2 separate regions of the Xenopus tropicalis genome follow, and region 2 is linked to region 1. The links are chromatin contacts, called in public Hi-C maps. All regions are on one chromosome and are shown on one strand. The core of a region is the stretch at or near the end of the contact, and the rest is flanking DNA. Distances in the headings are between cores, read along the strand shown. Region 1 has its middle 96 kb from the start of agrn. Region 2 has its middle 23 kb from the start of perm1.

What was found. A called contact is a pair of places that touch in the nucleus more often than the background predicts.
Region 2: a contact with region 1 is called in a Hi-C map of gastrula embryo, with 2.9 times the contacts expected there. The contact joins two enhancer-like sites. A contact is called at or near these places in 4 of 5 Hi-C or Micro-C datasets (brain, gastrula embryo, neurula embryo and 1 more).

What each region holds. Positions count from the first base shown.
Region 1 is chr7:88,568,565-88,573,347 of UCB_Xtro_10.0, reverse strand. No RefSeq gene overlaps it. Among named protein-coding and RNA genes, the nearest start is that of agrn, 96 kb to the right of the region's middle. Within about 2 kb of position 3,202, at least 3 of the 11 cell types and tissues checked have an H3K27ac peak or open chromatin away from gene starts, as enhancers often do. A contact at or near this core is called in gastrula embryo and neurula embryo, where this site is marked.
Region 2 is chr7:88,835,504-88,840,080 of UCB_Xtro_10.0, reverse strand. No RefSeq gene overlaps it. Among named protein-coding and RNA genes, the nearest start is that of perm1, 23 kb to the left of the region's middle. Within about 2 kb of position 1,365, at least 4 of the 11 cell types and tissues checked have an H3K27ac peak or open chromatin away from gene starts, as enhancers often do. A contact at or near this core is called in gastrula embryo and neurula embryo, where this site is marked.

The sequences.
Region 1 (4,783 bases), core at 1,953-4,452:
ATTGTACAGGGAGTGTGTAGCCATATAATACAGCCTATAAAAGATATATTTGCTTGTTTTTTTGTTGCCAGTGTATGAAACCTTATATGCATTATAGCTGTGCTATATCTACTTCTTTTAATACTGCAATGTCTCTCTTACGCACTCGCATTGTGTTTACCAACAAACAGAAATTATTTCCTATCTAACTAGAGATAATTACCAAAAACTTATCCCTAAATCCACAGCAGTGAGAGACAACTAGCACTAATTAGTGACATTTATACATGGATTAGTAGTCTGCAATTATGCTAATTGTGTTCCTCGTTTTAGGCTCTTTCTGGAATCCACAGTTCTTGGAAAATCCTTTATTTAATAATTATATAAAACAGTAGCAGTCATTGAGTTAGTAATATTTGCAGGACAAATTGTGATGCAAAGTGTATGCCCATAAATGTCAATGTTTTGTCCAATAGAGTGTGCTGTTCTTTTAAACATAACAGGGGATACCTCATCTGAGGCAAGAGTATCATTTATGGAAAATAAGTGGACTATAGAGACCAGCATTTTGGGGGAAGGCATTTATATTGAACTAAATATTTTTTGCTAAGGCCAGGCCCGGACTGGCAATTCGTGGCAGTGGCATAACTAGATGTTACTGGGCCCCACAGCAAATTCAGTTTGGGGCCCCTGAAGTTGACCTATTCAACCAAGATATATTGAAATTGCTCTAAATTAGGCCCTTACTAAACCCCCAACACTCATGGGCCCCCCTGCAACTGTGGGGTCTGCTTCCTCTGTAGTTATGCCCCTGATCTGTGGATTCTGGCAAGTGCCAGAGTAGCTGCTTTAAGATGCCATAGACAGTCACTATTGGGCCTGTGGGGGGCAGTTTGGGCCTCTGTGTATTTTAAATTCCAGGGCCTATTTTGAATCCCAGTCCAGACCTGCTATATGGCGCACAAACATGGATCACTTGAATGTTCGCCACCATTTATTAAAGCAGGATCACATAGGAAGTACCTACATGAAGGTGCATAGTAAGATGGAATCTACATGCTTCTAGGCCAAACTGTGCATCTACCTCTTCCCTGGGCAAATGGTTTACAATTTGTAACAAGCACTCTCATTAAAAGGAACAGCAAATTAATGAGTCTTCCAGCACAATCAGTGGGCTTGCTCCTCATCAGTACAACGTGCCTCCAGGCAGCATCAAGTAAATAAATAGCTCTGCTTTGTTTACTACAATTAGATAATTACAGGTGAATAAGTTTATCCCAAACACTAAAACAGCGCTTAGCACTAAGAGCAATTTGGCCGTCCTGAGATAGTATCAATAGCACAGATTAACCGGCTAAATAGAGGGGCGGCACATCAACGAGACTACACAAAAGAAAGTGTGTCACACACATCACCCTATTCCTATAACTCATTATAGGATTTGCATAGTTACTAATAAGAATTTCCAGGGGCACCTTGATAAATGATCTATGCACCATATGAGAGGAAGATTTATTAAAATGTGAGCCAATTTCACCATTTGATAAATACACTTCTTAAAATCCTATAGGAATGAATAGAAAGTGGATGAATTCTCCTGTGGCGAGTTCTAATCTCACATTTTCATAAATCTCAGGCCAAATATTGGATCACAAATCCAGGTCAATGGGTTTTTAAACCTATCCAGTCAATATCTGGCCCTCAGTTGGGCAGGCCTGTTGGGGGGCCCCATACATAGGCAGGTAAGCTATCAACTCAGCATGTATAGCCATCTTTAAAGCTGGAATATCTGGGCCTCAGTTGGGCAGGCCTGTTGGGGGGCCCCGTACATAGGCAGATAAGCTGTCAGCTCAGTGTGTATGGCCACCTGTAAGTGTCCCCAATTTTCTGTAAGTGTCCCCAATTATTCACATGATCAGGTAACTGCAGTATAATGGTCATGGTTATAACAATACAGCGGTGTTGTAATCAGCTATTTTCAGTAAGTATTGTTTATAAAGGGGAAAAGCCCCTAATAACTGATTAGCATCAAAATACCCCCATTCATGAACCATTAGGCTAATGCCAGACGTGGTGTGGGGCTGATATTTTCAGAAAGCGGAAAAACGCTTGGCAAAAATACAGCCTTACGCCCGCTACTTGTGCCTGCACCCGAATGAATGAGATACGCTCGGGTGCAGGCACATGTAGCCGATATACGCAAAAAAACGCGAGACATTAGCCTTTAGCTGCCAACTGGGTCTGGAGGAACAAATTGAATTGCCCTAGTATGGCTAACTAGAGGCCTAATTAGTGCAAGACATCTAGACATTGCCAGGGTCACCCAAGACAACCCATCCTTGATCATGTGCACCCCTGCCCCTCAAATATGAGAGTGTGTTGGCCCTGACCAGAAAGGGGGGGTGGGGTGGAGAGAGAGCAAGAGAATTGGTAAATCTAAGATCCTCACAGGAAGCAGAGGCAGAAGTGGTATGTGTACAGCACCCCCACCCCACCATTGCGCCCTAAGCACATGTCTTTTCTGCCTACCCGTAGTTCCGGCCCTGGACATTGCCCTTCTTATAGTTTGTTGGCCTGCTGCTTGTAGTTTGGCTTCAGTACATTTTCTTTGCTTTAATCCCCTGAAACCCACCCCACCCATCTGATAATCCAGAACTATTACTGAAATTAAGCTGCTAAAGCAGGTATTATAGAGGATTCTGGGGGTAATTGTTGCAAATCTCTAGTCTGGAGGCAGAGACAGTTGAACTGCAAAAATGCAGATTACCGTGTAATTCTCGATTCGCAAGTTCATACCGTAATTCATGGTGTGAGTGACTTTAGGGCTGTGCAACCCCATATACATGCATAAAAAACAAATATAACCGACTGCCCAGTAACATATTACACAAGGCTCTTATTGGCAGGACATCTAATCTTGTATTACAAGTGTCATCCCTACTGGCCATTAATCTGTTTGTATATGCTAAGGTCTCATAGACAGATACCATTCATGGCTGATCTTGTGTTTGTGCAGTAAACAGACTTCAGGAAATGTACAATCCACAGAATGGCTCAACATAATGTGTCTGGGTGCAAAATACATTCCTGGGGCAGCCACAGAACAAATACAGGAGCTAGGTCTAGTGCAATCCAATGCTGCAGATGGAGTGTAGCTTGGGGTTTTCATTCAAATAAACATGCTCACACAATGTGAGGGAGAATTAAGCTTCTCTCAGCCTCTTGCCTCCCAATTGCATGTGAATGCACCAAGCTGTTTTGGAATAGACAAGGGATGCTTATCCATCCAATGCCATGGGCTGAAAGGCAATCCATTAATTTCCATTTGCAAGAACAATAGATTATTTCTGCATGTGTGAGTCCCCACAGAGGAGGCAAAAAGACTGGTGGTCTTTGTATAAGTACAATGTGTGGTTAATTAGGTAATGAGATTTAATGAATTACTCTGGCTGAACATATACATATTACTGAGGTGAGTAAGATTTCACATCAGCCCAGTGACATGTTTGCTTCAAATAATGGGTGGATGTGCCACCCCAAGACAAGGCAGTGGAATACACATATCTGCAGTGTAATGTTCCATGTTATATACAATGCAGCAAGGAAAAAATACCCAGAACCCTGTATATACATTAGATAGAGAGAGAGAGATGTAAATACAGTATGTTACATAAGAAGTATTATAGATGGGTATGTGGAATAAGTGCTAAGGTCAGCTAGTGACATGACCTATTTTTATATAAGAATATATAACAAATACTAAATTATAGCTGTAGTCCAAAATGCTTGTGTCCATTTAAACTGTTCTGTTTGTTTTTTTAGAGAGTTAAAGACACTCAATTTTAAGGGATGCACTGATTTGTGGTTTTGGCTAAATTCAAGCTTTTTTCTAGATTTTTTCAGATCTGGCCAAGATTTGGCAGATGTTTCTGTATTCTGCTTAATTCTGATCTTTCCCATTCCCACACCCTGTGTCTCACCCCTTTCTCCTTGTAGATTGTAAGCTCTTTTGGGCAGGGCCCTCTTCACCTCTTGTATCGGTTATTGATTGCTTTATTTGTTACTCTGTATGTCCAATATATGAAAGCCACTATTGTACAGCACTGCGGAATATATTGGTGCTTTATTAATCAATGTTAATAATACTGTGGGCTGTGGGCAGGGTAACCACAGGACAGGCACATGGTATAGCAATGTTAATTAGTGCCGGCTTTTCCCAGCTATGCAGAGCCCACAGTACATGGCATAGGAAGCAAAAAATGAACCGACGGTCTATAAAAATATGCCTTTTTTCCCCAAAAGATGCAATATTAGTACAAATATTACATCTTTGCTACACCTTTATAAATGAGTGCAGCCAGGGTCTAACTTGGGGGTGCGGGGGGGGGCCCAAGGTGCAGGCCGCGCCCACCCTAACCGCCTGCAGGGGCCCACACTACTCGCTTGACGTCCTCCCCTGAGCGCGTAAGTGAAACATCTCAGGGGAGGACATTGGCGGCTAGGGGAAGCGGCAACAGGGATTGGGTCTGGCCCAGTCCGACCCTGGAAACAGCATAATTTTATGCACTTTGGGCTGATTTTGAAATATTTTCAGTAGAATTAACATTTAATCTCTATAAACAGGCCATAGTCATAGACCATTACTGCCCAAGAGAATTTCACACAAAGGGGGCCGCAAGCCTGATTTAAGGCATATGCTTAAGGTCATATAACCATAGGCTATAGAGCAGAGATCCACAACCTTTTAAACCCAGGACCGAAACGAGCATGGAAAAAGTTCCTGGAGGTGCAAATAAGAGCTATA
Region 2 (4,577 bases), core at 116-2,615, 270 kb before region 1:
ACAAAGCGACGTTACTTTCCTTTCGGCCTGTGGCAGGTGGAAATAAGAACTGTTATGTATACACTCAACAATATCTTCTTAAGACTGGGATGTTTAGTGTGTAAACTGGGCTATGAATAGAAAGGTGTGAGCAGCTAGCATGGGTGTGGAATTCAGTGCATCCTCTGAGATAATGACAGAATTAACATTTGTATACATTTGTGTACTTACTAAGCTGTCACAGTAAAATAAGATCATATCTTTGGGTAATGACATAAAATATATTGTGATTGAGTCAGTGCATGCTTCTCCCCAAGCGGAGAAAGCCTTTACTGAGACTTGACCCACGGTCATGTTCTGACGACACCTGCAACTAACTGCTACAGATTCGCCTATAATTCTTCCCCTTTGAACTTCAGTTACTTCAGTTACAGGTTACATGTAGGGTTCTCTCTACCTGTGTATTTTTCTGCAGGTGGAGAAACATCCACGTTCAACTCCCACAGTCACCAGAAAAAAAGCTGGCGGAAAAGAGCTCACAGAATTTACCATGGGGGTGAGTTGGGCCCTGGCTGCTAAATGGCCTTCCCTTAATCCCGAGCTCTCTGGATATTGGATTTATGGATATGCCTGTATATACCGACATAGTATTTTCAGACAGAAAAGTGCTCACACCTTATATTTGTGTTGCCAACTTGCAGCTATTCAGTTTTTGTCGAAGGTAAACTCCTGCTGGTGCTGGTTACTGTAGTTCAACAAAAACTGAAGGACTACCGACCAGACAGTTTTACAGTAAATTTACAGCAAATGTAATATATGGTATAAGCAGGAAACAAACTACATGTTACTAGGTCCTTTAACTAGTATATATAATGTGATTGCTCATTTATTGCCATTTATACCTCTGGGTCCTCATGCAGCCATAGGGTTGCTTTCTCTACTTACAACCCTGACCATATTCAAACTGGTTCAAAAGGTGCGCAATTCAATTCACAATGTAATGTAACTGACTAATGAATATTATCACACTGCAATATGTGATTATTTATCCTAAGTTTTATGAATTTATATAACCAAAGTCTAGTTCTCCCCTGCTACTTGTACAGTAATTTAGAAGACTTTTTATAAATTATTTAGTAGAAACTAATATTGTGTGTTGCGTTCAATAAAATGGATTATATGACAAAGAAAATTTAGATTTTTCACAGCTTTCCTAACATGAGTGGGTTAAGCTTCTACCCTAGAGGCTTTCCCTGCACATATCGGAACTGCATCCCATTCCCAGACCAGTGACAGCCGCTGAGCACATGTTGCACATGTACTGGGAAAAGCTGTTCCCACTCTGCACTCTGACCACCCACTGACTTGTTCTCCCCCACTGACTTCCCAGGAGGCAGGTACTGGGAGAGGGGGAGCTAGGTCAGGTTCCAAGGATTACGCAGGCAGCAGCCTGGAACTCTCCACTTCCTCACATGCCCCCACCTGCACTAGTGGGAAACAAAATAAAGCCAGACACTTCTGGGAAGCAGGAGAAATCCTAGCCAGGCAGGGTCAGTGGCAGTCAGCAAAGACGGATTACCTTAATCTCAGGGTTCAAAGCCCCCCAAAATCCCTTAGAAAGCCCAGCAGAATTTGATTGTCAGCCAGGTGGGCAGAAGGGTGTCAGACAACAGGTTTTCCATGGGCTCTATTCACGCCAGGAGTAGGGCTTTGTTTTAAGGTCATTTAGAAGCCACATCTGTTTTATTTCAAGTGAAAAAAGGCTTATTACTTATCCCGACCTGTTTGTTTTATGTAGCTGTCGGTAACACAAGCCGGCAGAAAAGCCAAAGAGCTTACGCTCCATGTGTAAGGATACCACAGCCTGTTTGTTCAGTTTATAAAGATAAACACATTTACATGCACATGTCCAAGGGAAATATTTCACATGATAAAAATAGTTTCTTGCTGCTAAAGTAAATCACATTCCATGAAATAACATGGAAAGAAAAACAAAGACAAATATGATTTTCCAACACTTTAGATGTTACTCAGAACTTTAGCTATTACATTACTTCTGTTTCATTGCCTAACAAAGACTTATACATGATATTAGCATTGTATTTCCAAGGTACCATATTATTCTTGCATCACTGAATGAGCAGGACAGCAGAGTTATCAGACAATACTGTTGGGGGACTAAAACTCCTATTACCATGTATAACCTCAATTATAATTGAGGTAAATTGAATAGACATTGAGAGGTTTGTCTTTCCCCTTAATTTCATCATAGTTTAACTATACCCTCACAAGGTATCCTGGTTCTTGGAATCTAAATAGATAATTCTGTGTAGGTGAAAACTTCTCCCCTTTGCAATGGCGAGTACTAACACCCATCAGAATCCCTGCATGCAAATTCAATGGGAGTATTCACAATTTAGATAACAATTGTCAGAGCTGTAATGATTCCTACTTTAAATAATAAATCACCTTTTGCATCTGAGTCCCCTCTGGGAAAGTCTATGAAAGCCTGCAGTCAGTAATAACTTATTTCCTACGTAAATTAGCTGGCACGGAAATAAGTACCTGAAGCTGTGTTTTTGCCCACAAACACGATATAGATTAGCAATTTATAAATGTACTGATTGTTTTATGAATGTACAAGTAGAAAGTTACATGCTAAATGCAATGTATTTGGACCATTAGGCTAATGCCACACAGGCTGATTCTCAGCAATAGATAAATGCAGGTTGAGAATCAGCCCCTACACTGGCATCAGCCTATCCCTGTGCTTGCACCTGGAGCCACTGCATCAACCAGGGAGCAGGCACATGAAGTATTTCCTCCTGATCAAGGTTATTGAGAACAAGAGAGAGACACATGTTGTTTTAAAGAGCAATTACGAATAAATTTAAAATGACTGAACAATTCAAGTAACATATATGAGAATGTTTTTCAGAAGGATCCTTTCTTTCATTATGGATGGTTTTATTTTTTTAATATTTGGGTGGTGTTCCCCTTTAAGCATTCTGTAAATTTAAAATTCAGTATTTTATAAGATGTTGTGATGTTCTGGAAATCATTGTACAAAATGATTATTTGGATCACAGTGCTTGATAGCATCTTCTGCAGTATAGGAAATTACATAATGAAACATCTCTTAATGTGCTTCATTATTATCCATTATCTGCTCATACTTAAATGCTCTAAGACCTGCACTTGCCTTATATACTATAACACTATAACACTATAACACACATAATACTATATATTATGTCTTGTTTGTGGCTGTTTTAAAAAAATTGCCCTTCATTAATGTACAACATTTCTCTCTCTATATATAATATTTCAAATCTATTCTTTCCTGAAGGTATATTCTACACTGTATGTAAATATGAAATCATAACAGTCTCATCTGTAAAGGTACAATACAAAGAACATTATAATCTTTACATATACTATGGGGCAGATTTATCAAAATGTGAGTTTAGAGCTCAATACACAAAAACTCACACATGTTCTCTTCATTCCTATGGGATTTGAAGAAGCGTATTTACCAATGGGTGAATTCTAGCGTTCACCCATTGATAAATACACTTTAAACTCGAAACTCATATTTTGATAAATCTGCCCCTATGTGTAAAAGTATGCCTATGTCTCACAGGGGCCACGGAGGATACAGAGGTGTTATAACTATAGGAGTAATATACCTAACATATTGTGAGTAGAGGAAAACCTATTAATCTATAAAAATTAGGAAAGTATTGTTATTTGTGTAGTTTAATTGATAACAATTACATTTAAATGACTAATTTTTTAAAAACCCTCATTCCACTATATGTAACCTATAACGCCAATCTGTAGGAGGCCAATTTTATATGTGACTGTTATGCCATTTATTCTTATTCTTACCTTTAGAAAAACGGCGTCCCACACCCTGTTCACAGTACTGGAAGAAGCAGTCAGACAGCAAGAAGAAGGGCGCAATAGTAGAGTGTGGAATCCTTACCAGGACCTGGCCCCTATGGTTTTTGGTTTGCTTTATGTTACTTACCCCACTGTACCAGATTCTTCTCTATAATCAGGAGTTTAAAGAAGCATATTTAATTCCCCCTAATGGTCCAAAAGTCATGTGATTCTATTTTTATTCTCTAACCCTTGTTTGTAAGACCCTGTTTTTATCTAAATAATGGTAAAGTGCTGTGTGCCTTTCTGGCGCTATTCAAATAACAGTATTCAATAGCAGCTTTAAATAAATAATTAATCCAGCTTTAGGATGCACTGTGATTCCTGTATGATTCCCATAGGCTCATGTCTGAATGCACCAGGACACAATGAAATTTATCCAAATTCCTAATCATTTTAGCAATATTTCTATGGCTGAAAAAGCAATTGTTCCTGAAAAATAAGCCACATATCAAAACCTCCAAACCTCTGCACTGATATCAACCCATTTATAATACCTTGGTTGTACTGTCCCAGGGATGTTCCCTTTATGTAAAAAATACCTCCCAAAACAGCCTGCCTATCTTTTTAGTGTTCTACCCTGTTAACCACATTGGCATAAAGCATCATATATACTGGCCAGTCGGCAACTTTAGTAGCCTCTCTCTTCATTC